Linked DNA regions of Ovis aries: region 2 is linked to region 1. Evidence: chromatin contacts called from public Hi-C data. All regions are on one chromosome and are shown on one strand. Each heading gives the region's core, a stretch centred on a gene start, on an enhancer-like site or on the middle of the called end of the contact. The rest is flanking DNA. Distances are from core to core; before and after follow the strand shown.

Region 1 (6,480 bases), core at 423-2,922:
CTGTGCTCTGCCTTTCTGCATCCCTCCCTTCCTTTCTGCATCCACTAGCTACCAATGATCTTTTTTATCATCTCCATAGTTTAGTCTTTTCCAAAATATGATATAGTTGGAATCATACAGGGTATTGTCTTCTCCTGGTTTGATAGTCATTTCTTCTTTGTGCTGAATAATATTCCATTGTCCAGATGTACCACAGTTTATCTATCCATTCACTTCCTGAAGGGCATCTTGGTTTTGGCAATTATGAATAAAGCTGCTATAAATGTCCCTATGCAGGTTTTTTAAATTTTAAATTTATTTTAATTGGAGGATAATTGCTTTACAGTGTTATATTGGTTTCTGCCATACACCAACATGAATCAGTGATAGGTATACATATTTACCCTCCCTCTTGAGTCTCCCTTCTACATCCCACCCTTCTAGACTGTCACAGAGAGCTGATTTGGGCTCCCTGCCTCATACAGCAAGTTCCCACTGGCTATCTAATTTTACTTATGGTAATATATACGTTTCAGTGCTACTTTCTCAGTTTGTCCCATCCTCTCCTCCTGCCACTGTGTCCACAGGTTGTTCTCTATGTCTGTGTCTCCACTGCTGCCCTTCAAATAGGTTCATCGGTACCATTTTTCTAGATTTCATATATATGGTTACCACACAATCCTTGTTTTTCTGACTTACTTCACTGTGTGTAACAGGCTCTAGGTTCATCCTCCTCATTAGAACTGACTCAAATGCATTCCTTTTTATGGGCTGAGTAATATTCCATTGCATTTATGTACCACAACTTCTTTATCCATTCATGTATGGATGGACATCTAGGCCTGTGCAGGTATTTTGGTGGACATATGCATTCAAGTCCTTTGATACCAAAGAGTGCTTTTTTTTTTTTTTTGGGGAAGTATAAAAGCAATACAAAGTTAACCTTACTTCAGCCATTCCAGGCTAGTCCTGCTCTGTGTGGCAATTCATATTAACAACTTAGTACATAGTCACCCACACATTTTTCTCTAAACACATAGTTCTTTCCTTTCTTCTTTTAATAAAAGCGGGATGGCTGGCATATTTTTAAGGTGTATGTCAATCAGTGTTGAATAGTGATAGAATATAAGAATAATTTTAACTCCCTCTTGGAGCATTTATTAAGGTCCAGACACCAGACATTGTGACTAGTGCTTTATTTTCACCAGATTTTGAGTGCTTATTGGGTACAAGAATTTGTGGTGAATATGTAGCACCTACTGTGCATTTCGACCAAGTGCTTATGAACAAACTTCAGCACCTACTGTGAGCCATATTTTTGCATATATCTTATTTAAACGTGTAAGCAGCCCGTGAACTTCCATGTGTCTGCCCAGGTGCCCACGGTGGGACTCAGGCCAGAGAGGGTTGCACACATGAGCAGAGGGGAGGAGAGTAGAGGAAGGCTGCCCTCTTCTCCTGGAGTAATGCAGACGTAGGGCGCCCTGGAACTGTAAAGGACGTGGGAGGTCACTCTGAGGGCAAGGTGCAGAAAAAGGCTAGGCAGAGATCCAGCCAACCTGGCTGTCCCCGGGCCTTCGGTAGGTGGGCGGGGCCAGACGAGTGGGCGGGGCCGGTATTGTCCGCTCCGCGGGGCATGCCGGGAGCCCCGCCCCCAACATGGCGCCTCACTGACAGTTGGCTGCCTAGCGGCAGAGGCGGATCCTGTTCCTCAGGGCGGCGGCAGCGGCGGTGGCGGCGGGGCCGGGGTCTCCGGGGCCAGGGGTGGGAGGATGGCAGCTCGGACCTCCTAGGGCGGAGCTGCACGCGCGAGGCGGCGAGTGGGGCGCTGCAGGCGGGCGCGGCGGCTGCTGCCATGGACTGGTGAACTCGGCGGCTCCTGCTCGCATCTCGCCGAGCCGAGCGGCTGCTCCTCACAGCCAACCCCTCAGCTGGGGCCATGGGCTCGTCGGCGGCCGCGGCGGCTGCGGCGGCTGCGGCCGCGGACTCGGCGCAGTGGCTCTCGGTGAAGGAGGAGACCATCTTCCTGCACGACGGGCTGATCCGGGTCACCGACCTGGCCGAGCTGCCCAGCGAGATCCTCGGGGCCCCGGAGGCCGCCGACACTGACCTAGAGGTGAGCGAGGCTGCCCCCTGGCCTCCGCCATCAGATTAGCCCACCCGGCCCGCACCCTGGGGTCGGGCCTTCTTTCTGCTTCACCCCGGACCCCGAGGGCCCCAGAAGGCTGCCCTGGCAGGTGTGTGTGTGGGTGGGCGCTGGGCAGGCAGGTGCGGGCCGCGCCGCTGGTCTGCAGACCACCCGGGGCCTCAGGCCCGCCGGGGATTTCATTTGTGGTTTCATTTTGAACCTTCCGACTCCCAGCATTTTATTAGACCATCACCCGGCCCGGCCTTCACGCCCCAGAGGAGCCGCCGCCTCCCGGGCCCTATCTCCCCTCCCCCACGGGCCCCTCGGACGCACTTCCAGGGCACACCCAGGCTGCTTAGCTTTGGGGTCTTTTTAATTTTAATGCTTTACATCTCCCGCCGTGTTGTTATACCCCAGTGCTGTGTGTGTGTGTGTGTGTGTGTGTGTGTGTGTGCGCGTGTGTGTTGTTTATTTTTCTCGGGAGAAGGTAGTGGCAGCTGCCAGTCGGTGATGGGCATTCCAGCAACTACTGTGTGTCGTGCCGGGGATTGGCACGGGGCCTTTGTCAGGGAAGCAAGCTGGCTGTGTGGACAGCGAAGGGGGATGCTGCGGCGGTCCTCAATGCGCTCTCCGCAAGGGTCATGAACGTTTTAGGCCGCAAGGCCTTATCTATGATCTCGGGGGTCAAGGAGAAGCCCAGGCTTAGCAGCCATGGCAGGTGCAAAAGCAAATCTCAGCAGTTTTGCCGCTGGGTTTGGGGGCAGAAGGAAACCAAATATGCTGGATGGATGGGAACTTTGCACCGACTTCACTTGGTTCCCGTGTTTGCCCCGGGGTGGGAGCTCCGGCAGGATCGGTTGATCCAGGCACTGCCCCCTCCCCACCTCCACTTTGCGGGATGACATTTTGACGTGTAGGAAGCATCCGGTGGCACGAAATTCTTATTGTCGCAAGGAGGACTGTCAGGGGTAGGGCGCAGAGAGGCTGGCCTGTCTGTTGGCTATAAACGGAATGCGAGGAATCTTTTTGTGTTTTGCGGTTTTGCAGGCGCTTTGGCTTTCAACACAACGAACATTTATAGAAACGGATTAAACCCCATTACTGTGTGTTTCTGGAAAGGGCAGTGACGGGATCCCGTTGGCTGAGACATTTGGATGTGTCTGAGATGGGAATACCGACCTCTGTATTTTTGTGTCTGGATTCGAGGTTGAGGTTGCAGCATTTCCACTGTGAACTCCTAATGACTTATTTTACAGTCTAGCTACCAAAAAAAGGCATGTGCATATTGATAGGGAATTCCTAACATGGAATTAGAGGTTTATCATGTCTCATTTGGGCCTTTCCTATAAAAAGCAAGGTGTGTCTGAGTGTCTTATCTGCTTGAAAGCTCAAGGGGCATTATGCTATGATGGTGGAATCTTTGGATTTAATTGGCTCTCTTGTAGGTGAAATGTGGAAAGCTCTTTGTTTCTCAAGACTAAGTTCACAGATCCAAAATTTTTGTATGTATGTAGTTTATTTATTTTTAGGATTAAAAAGTGTAGGCTCCATTAAAAATACGTGAAGTTGGCTTTCCTAAGATGTTCACTGTATAAATGTACTGAGTATTTGCCAGGTATTTCCACAGAAGAATGATTTTAAAAGAAGGAACCTCTCTGGCCTGGAAGTTTTTTTTTAAACTCTTAAACATTTTTTTGTTGTCTGACCTCTCAGAAACCAATATGTGTATGAGTGATAAACACTTCTGACTATGGTCAGAACTTTTTTCATTTCTTTCCATGTGTGATACAGGCAACATAGTATCAGAAGAAGCAGCTAAGAATGTTTTGTTAGATTTGTGTTTTGTGTGGGTGTATTCACATTTATTTATTTAATAATAATGTTGATTAAGTATGTCATATGTGTCAAGCATTTATTAAATTCTCAAAGGGATCTTGGTTTTTTTAAAAAAGGATCCTGGTAGCTAAATATTGTTACCTGTTTTAACAGTTGTAAATATTGTATCCGTGTACAGATGAGGCAAATAAACTGCAGAGCAGGTATGCAGTTTGCTCAGGATCACATAACTGGAAAAGAGAGCCTGACATTAACTCAGCTCTATTTGGTCTCAAACATACCTGCTACTAATCATGTATGTATGATGCTCATGTTTGTAATTACTTTAAATTCAATAACTGGTTAAAGATAGGGTAATAAACAGATATCTTTATTTCCTTTCTAGTGACTTATTCTTTTTATTTTTGAGGAAGATTAGAGGTTCATTAACTTTTTAAAAACTAGTTTTTGGAGACTTCTCTGGCAGTCAGTGGCCAGAGGTCTGCACTCCTAATGTAGGGAACCCAGGTTCAGTCCTTGGTCAGAGAACTAGCTCCCACATGCCTCAACCAAGACATGGAGCAGCTAGGTAAATACAAAACAAAACACCTAACTTTTGAAATGCTGCCACCCCTATGTAGTATATTCTTCCAGCTCACACCTTCTAGTGGACACCTGGGTAAAAATGACTGATTTTTACAGGGTTTTATAGTTATATAGAATCTTTCAGTTTTGGATTAGAAAGATGAGATTCAAGCTGAGTTAAGTGATTTATGATTGGCAACTTTCATAAGACTGCACTAGCTGTAACAGAGTCTCAGAATTTTAGGAGGAACCTTAGAGATATTTGTTTCTCTCATTATAAAAAAATTTTTTTAAACCAATCTCATTTTTAAAAATTATTTTTAATTGAAGGATAATTGCTTTACAGAATTTTGTTGTTTTCTATCAAACACCAATCTCATTTTTAAAAAATGTTATTTAATTTGGACATACCGTGTGACTTGTGGGATCCTAGTTCTCTGACCAGGGATTGAACCGAGGCCCCTCAGCAGTGAGAGCACAGGCAGGGAATTTCCTTCCCCTCATTTTAGAGAGAAGTTATCTGAGATAAGGAAAGGTTTTGGCTGGGAGCAAGCTAGTCCCTGATGCCGGGAAAGATTGAGGGCAGAAGGAGAGGAGGGTGGTCAGAGGATGAGATGGCTGGATAGCATCACGGATGCAATGGACATGCACTTGGGCAAACTTTGGGAGATGGTGAGGGACAGGGAGGTCTGGCGTGCTGCAGTCCAGGGGGTTGCAAAGATTCGGATACTATTGGGCGACTGAACAACAACAACAACATAGCTAGTTATGGCAAGGCAAATGACTAGACCCTGGCTTTCCTGTCTTTAAATTCCAGTGTTCTTTTCATCTGTAAGTGTAGCTTAAAGTTAAATGTCAATCTGAAAAAAGAACCCATCCTGAAAAGTAGATCAGCATTAACTTAGCATTTTAATTTAAGCAGTAGCAGGGTATTTAATTAAAAAAATTTTTCTTCTCTGTGAATTCTAAACAGAAGGGTATTTTTGTTGTTGGTTTGTTTATTTTTCAGTAAATAGTGTTTAATCAACAAATTCATTCAAGTGTTTGTGGAATTCAGAGGTAAGCTGAGCCTACTGTTGTGAAGTGAGCATAGCAGGGGGCAGATAAAATCCTTGTTCTTAAAAAAGCTTTTATTTTAGTGGGGGATATAGACAATAACAAATATTGTTAAACGTAAGACGTGTATACATTATGTCAAATGATAAGTGCTATGGAGAAAAGTGTAGCTGGGTAAGAGGGATGGAGGGTGATGGGGATAATGGGGATGGGGGAGGGCTCTATTTCACATGCAGTGGGCAAGAGACGAAAGGCTGGGATGGCATTTGAGACCTGAAAGAAGTGAGTGTCAGTTTAGTTCAATTGTTCAGTCGTGTCCGGCTCTTTGCAGCCCCATGGACTGCAGCACGGCAAGCTTCCTTCTCCATCAACTCCCGGAGCTTGCTCAAACTCGTGTCCATCGAGTCGGTGATTCCATCCAATCATCTCATCCTCTGTCATCCCCTTCTCCTCCTGCCTTCAATCTTTCCCCACATCAGGGTCTTTGCTAAGAAGTCAGTTCTTCACATCAGGTGCCAAAGTTTTGGAGCTTCAGCTTCAGCATCAGTCCTTCCAGTGAATATTCAGAGTTGATTTCCTTTAGGATTGACTGGTTTGTTCTTGCTGTCCAAGGGACTCTCAAGAGTCTTCCCCAACACCATAGTTCAAAAGTATCAATTCTTCAGAGCTTAGCTTTCTTTATGGTCCAACTCTCAACATCCATTCATGACTACTGGAAAAACCATAGCTTTGACTAGGCGGACCTTTGACAGCAAAGTAATGTCTCTGCTTTTTAATATGCTGTCTAGGTTGGTCATAGATTTTCTTCCAAGGAGCAAGTGTCTTTTAATTTCATGGCTGCAGTCACCATCTGCAGTGATTTTGGTGCCCAAGATAATAAAGTCTGTCACAGTTTCCATTGTTTCCCCACTATTTGC
Region 2 (5,856 bases), core at 1,189-3,688, 73 kb after region 1:
TGGAAGTTGAGAAGAGGGATGGTATTGCAATGGGCCACCAATGTTTTCTTTAAGATCTTGGAGACCTGTGAATATTTGAAACCAAAAAGGAGATCAAAGAGGGAGACTGTGAGGGTGAAGGGGGCAGATGGGAGATAATTGAGGGGGCAGTTAGAAAGGAGGTGGAATGCTTCTTCCTCTGAATTAAGAGAAAAAGATTAAATGAGGCTGAACACAAGATTCTTGAGTGGGAAGAGAGACAAGTGGGAGCAGCTTATAGTAAGTGGTCTGGATCTTTTCAGTAATAATAAAAGCCAGATGGTCTGCTTAAAGCCATACTGAAAATTTGGTGGAAGAATTTTGGAATCACCACCCCAGAGCTTTTGCTGGGTTATAATCAAACGATGAAGGAGAACTGCCAAGTACCAGCAAGGATCCAGTTGAAGCTGGCATATATTTTTAGCAGACAAAGTCTGCCTTTCTCCACCGTTGCTCTGCCAATCCCTGAGCAGCTGGGGCTAATGTTGACTGCTGTTATTACAGAGTTTGGATTTTAGCCACTAATTATATTTCAAGAAGATATAATCCTCATAGCTGTACTTAATAGTAAATCAAGACCTGATTGATTTGTTTTCCTCTCATCTTACTTGTACCTGTCAGAAGCTTGTAATTAGTGAGAGCTGCCTGTGGAATTCAGTATGAGGAATTTTCATCAACAACCTTTCGTAGAACCTATTAAACTTGGCTCATTACTTTTAAGAATCTGGGCTATTAAAAATGAAAGCTCTCAAACATCTCATAGTTTCCCTTTTGTTCTCAGTTTCTGTAGAGCAATTAGGTTTTGAGGTGTACACCTACTCAGGTACAGTTTTGGGAAATGTTTTTGAGTAACCAGGTGACAATAATACACTTCTGAAGGAGAAGTTTGCTCACTGAATGGAAACAGGTTCCATTTAAGAACTTCTTTTTCTTTAAATATTAGGTGGAAAACGGTGTATTCGTAGCCAACCCACTTCAGGAACGCACAATTCTAATGAGAAAAGAGGGCGAGTCTGCAAAAAGCATTAATGAGATGCTCCTGAGCAGACTGTCCCGTTACCGAGCCTCGCCGTCCGCAACACTGGCTGCCCTCACCGGCTCCACCATCTCCAACACCCTGAAAGAGGACCAAGCAGGTTGGCTGCCCTTCGCTTATCTCATGTTTACCTTGTTCAGCTTCATTCAGCTCTATATATGTTTTGAGAGTATTGTCTTAGAGCAGTTTTAGGTTTGCAGCAAAATTAAAGGAAGGTACAGATTTTTTGTGTACCTCCCACCCCTACATGTGCACAGCCCCCCTTATTATCAGCATCCCCCACCAGAGTGGTGCACTTGTCACAATCGATGAACCCACCGAGACACGTAATAATCACCCAGAGTCCACAGTTCACCTTAGGGTTCACTCTTGGTGTTGTACATTCCATGGGTTTGGACAAACGCATAATGACCTGTGTGCATCATTATTGTATCACATAGAGTAGTTGTATAGCCTTAAAAATCCTTTGCACTCTACCTATTCATCCCTCCCCACCCCCCAAACCCTGGCCACCACTGATCTTTTATTGTCTTCATAGTTTTGCCTTTTACAGAATATCATATAATCTGATTTACACAGAATATAGCCTTTTCATATGGGCTTCTTTCACTTAATAATGTGTGCCTTTACAATTCCTCCATGCCTTTTCATGGCTTGATGGATTCAGCTTGTGGTTAGTGCATGCTGCCTGTGGAATTCAGGCAGTACTTGTTATTGAGCTCTTACAGACTTACAAAGCAGTTTGCTTTACATAGTTCACCTTTTTGTGTCCTTCCAGTCATTGTTCATTTTTTTAATTCCAAGCTAATACATACTGTTGGCTGTGAACATGAATTAGCAAGAATCTGTAAGAATTCAACACAGCTCTCTCCTTAATTGTAAATACTTTGTCCTTACTGTTAGAATAAGTTATTTTCATGTTTAGTATATGCTTCATGAATGTAAAAAACTCACATTTAACATCATCTTCACTAAATATGGGCTTCCCTGATGGCTCGGATGGGTAAAGAATCTGCTTGCAGTGCAGGAGACCTGGGTTCATTCCCAGGTCAAGAAGATCCCCTGGAGAAGGGAATGGCTGCCCACTCCAGTTTTCTTGCCTGGAGAGTTCCATGGACGGAGGAGACTGTCAGGCTATAGTCCATGGGGTTGCAAAGAGTCAGGCAGGACTGAGCGACTAACACTTCCACTTTCACTAAACATATTCTCAACCAAGCAAATAAAAGGCAAACCCTCTACGACAGAGATTGATTTTTCTGGACTTTGGCATTTAGTGTTTGCACTGTAATATTTTTAAATAGATAATGTGTTTACAGAGTTTGAAAGTGAAAACAATATAAATGGTACATGCAGAAAAATCTTACTCCAGTATCCTGGTGTATTCTGTTATTTGCCCCACCCTGCCCCCTATAGGTAGCTCTATTTATTAGTTTCTATTTATCCTGGCAGAGTTGTTGGTTTCTTTAATGCAAAGAGAAATTAAATTCATGTAGAAAGATACATTTATGTATTTTTTATTGTTCTTCTTTTCTCAGTAAAAGGTAGCCTTCTAAACACACTGTTCTGTATTTTTAAAGCAGGAATCCTTAACTAGGGTAAGAATTCAGTGTTTCATAAGCATCCTTTCCCAAAGTTTTAAATAACATAGTATGTGTATCATCATAATTTTCATCAGAGTTTCATGGTCACTTATGACCCCCCAGCCAAAAGTCAAGAACCATTATTCTTGGAGAGTTTTCATATTATATATCAACTACATGAATTTATAACAAATCATGACCTGTAGTAAAAGATAAGGCTAGAAAAAGATGCCATGTAGAGAAAAATTATCTGAATAAATAGATGTTTAATGAATTTAATGCAAGTTTGTGTTTTCATTCTTTTATATAGTGAAATGTTACGAAAAATATTTGTGATTAATTCTTTGTGAGACTATCAAATTTTAAATATTTATTAGTCCATATTAGAATTTAAGGATAATATTTTACTTCTATAGGTCTCTATTATATCAAATACAAGTTAGAAATTTATTAATAGTTATTATAACTTGGTTCTTTGGATAATTTGAGTTATAGGCAATACTTTGTAGAGAGCAGTCCTCATTACCTAAATAAATGTTTTCTCGATAAGCTGAAGACTTGATCTGGGTTTGTCCCTTGGAAGAAAATTGAATCCTACCTGCACAATAGAAATGCTATTTTCTTGTTACCTAAGAAAATATGAGTGATATCAAAAAGAGGACTCAGTAGGCGAGGTATATTTAGTTCCTCTGAAACTATTATTTGTGTTCTAAATATGTGATCTCAATCACTGCACTTCTATGTGCATTCTTGATGTATTCATTTAAACACGCTGTTGTTACATAAAAATTCACCAGTAATAGGCTAAGTGAATTTTTGACAATTATTCAACATTCAGAAGGTCTAGGGTTTTTTATTCTGTGGTAAACTAATACCTCTTACTATGTTAATAAGGGTATGTCTATTAAAAAAAAAATCTCAGTGAAAATGTTATGCTCACAAAGTTGCTAGCTTTTTAGGGTTTCTTACTTATGGAAATTTATGCTACTGGGTTTATGTCCTAAATGAAGAATATATTTGCTGGAGGCTTGAAGTTTTAAAAAATGGAATTTAGAACCACAAGCATTCAAAGCAATGACAGATTAGATTTCACTTGTCTCACTTTTCTAATCCAAACCGTCTAAAGATTATTTTATGTCTATGTAGGCAGTTATATTTTATACCCTGACAGCTTCCTAGGTAAAACACTCTGATTGACTTTCTGCTGCCATCATCAATCCTCACTAAACTAATACATAGAAAATCCTTCAGTTCACCCTACGTTTTCATATCTGCCAGTGAGTAAGGGAAATTAAAGTACATTTTATACCTTTTAATTATAAACAATAATAATTATTATTTTTTAAAATTTTTATTTTTACTTTATAATTGTTTTCTTAATGAAAATTTATGTCACTGATCCTAAAAAAAAAAAAAAGAAAGAAAATGCATCATAGGTTATAAATCCTGCAGGCATAAATTATTTTGTGATAGATACTGTGAAAGCTTTTATTAACTGGTTATGGGTTGAAATTTCTGGCTGATTCCGTGTTTAAAGCTGTTTATAATGAATGAAATATCACAAGCCTATTAATAATTTGTTCTGTATAAAATGAAAAGATCTCTACTGGAGCACAGTTTCCTAGGGGGAAATATAAACAATAGGATTCTTCTTTTATTTTGAGATTTAGTCCATGTGAGGATTCATTCCTTTGAAAGATTTTTTAGAGCCATAAGGGCATATTGAGTACTGGGAACACCTTTGAGAAATGTTCAGATCATAGAACCAGGGGGCTTGGGGCCAGACTATGGAGCTAGATCATTATTTTTGCATTAGCGTATTATTTTTTGCTCTATTTTCTGAGTCTTAGTATATCCTTGCTAGAATTTGGGGCCCCCTTGTCATACTCTAATTTGGTTTGGTAATCAAATTAATCTGTGTGTCAACTGCTGTTACTCACCATTTTCATCCTTTTTACCAGCAAATACTAGCTGTGGACTTCCTCTAAAAATGCTTCGGAAGACACCCATTTATACCTGTGGTACATATTTGGTGATGCTGGTCCCACCTCCAGGGGGATCAGGCAGCTCTGCCACCCGATCTCTTTTTGGTGGAACAAGTGGTTTGTCGTCTTTAAAAAGTAAGTGAACTTTATTTATGGCTCTTTTCCCAATTCGTCTCCAACTCTGAAATTTAATGTTTTTCCAAATAGTGATTTTGCACTTACTCTCTTAAATGTTTGTTTGCAAAACCTCTTTGATAGCAACAAAACACCATATCAGTGTCATCAGAGGCTAGGAGGAATGAAAAACAGAATTTTGGTAGATGATGTAATAGTACACTTCTGAAAACTATTGTCCTGTAAAATTACTCAAAATAATAATGAGGTCAGAAAGATCTTAGGAAATAAAATAATCTGTCATCACTTTATTTATTTATGACACAGCAAGAACTCTACCCACCATAGAGCTATTAAAATAAGTCTATGAGAGAACGAACTTATGGTTCCTGGGGGGAAGGATGGGGGCAAGGGATAGTTAGGGAGTTTGGGATAGACATGTACACACTGCTATGTTTAACATGGATAACCAGCAAGGTCCTACTGTATAGCACAGGGAAGTCGGCTCTATGTTATGTAACAACCTAGACAGGAAGGGAGTTTGGGGGGAAAATGGATATGTGTATATGTATGGCTCAGTCCCTTTGCTGTTCAGTTGAAACTGTCACAACATTGTTAATTGGCTGTACCCCAAATACAAAATAAAACATGTAAAAAGCAAAGATCTGTGAAATGCCTCCATTTTAGGACACATATGTGTCTGAAATGTTAAGCAAAAAATGTATATGATACAAAATAGTGTGCAAAAATTCATTAGTGTTAAGTGTACACATATTTTTATAAAAGAGGGAGGTATACTATCATGATTAAAGTATAACTTACATACCATAAAATTTACCCATTTAAAATATACAATTCAGTGGTTTTGTATATTTAGAGTTGTCCAACCATCACCACTATCTAATTATAAAACATTTCTATCACTCCAAAAAGAAACCCCATACCCATTAGCAGCCACTCCTTTCCCCACCCCCTCACCCAGCCTGTGGCCTCCACCAGTGTGCTTTCTGACTATGGACTTTCTATATATGTGGAATTATGTAATATATGTGCTTTTCAGTTCAGTTCAGTCACTCAGTCTTGTCCAACTCTTTGCAACCCCATGGACTGCAACACGCCAGGC

The links. A called contact is a pair of places that touch in the nucleus more often than the background predicts.
Region 2: a contact with region 1 is called in a Hi-C map of liver, with 4 times the contacts expected there. The contact joins the enhancer-like site here to the promoter of HECTD4 in region 1. A contact is called at or near these places in 9 of 16 Hi-C or Micro-C datasets (blood, liver, mesenteric adipose tissue and 5 more).

Annotation. Positions count from the first base shown.
Region 1 is chr17:61,999,836-62,006,315 of ARS-UI_Ramb_v3.0, forward strand. HECTD4 (HECT domain E3 ubiquitin protein ligase 4) reads left to right here and starts at 1,673. Exons shown (of 76, transcript XM_060401254.1): 1 at 1,673-2,095. The coding sequence starts at 1,919.
Region 2 is chr17:62,072,498-62,078,353 of ARS-UI_Ramb_v3.0, forward strand. It overlaps HECTD4 (HECT domain E3 ubiquitin protein ligase 4), which reads left to right. Exons shown (of 76, transcript XM_060401254.1): 8 at 962-1,154; 9 at 4,596-4,754. Among named protein-coding and RNA genes, the nearest start is that of HECTD4, 74 kb to the left of the region's middle. Within about 2 kb of position 2,439, at least 2 of the 54 cell types and tissues checked have an H3K27ac peak or open chromatin away from gene starts, as enhancers often do. A contact at or near this core is called in liver, where this site is marked.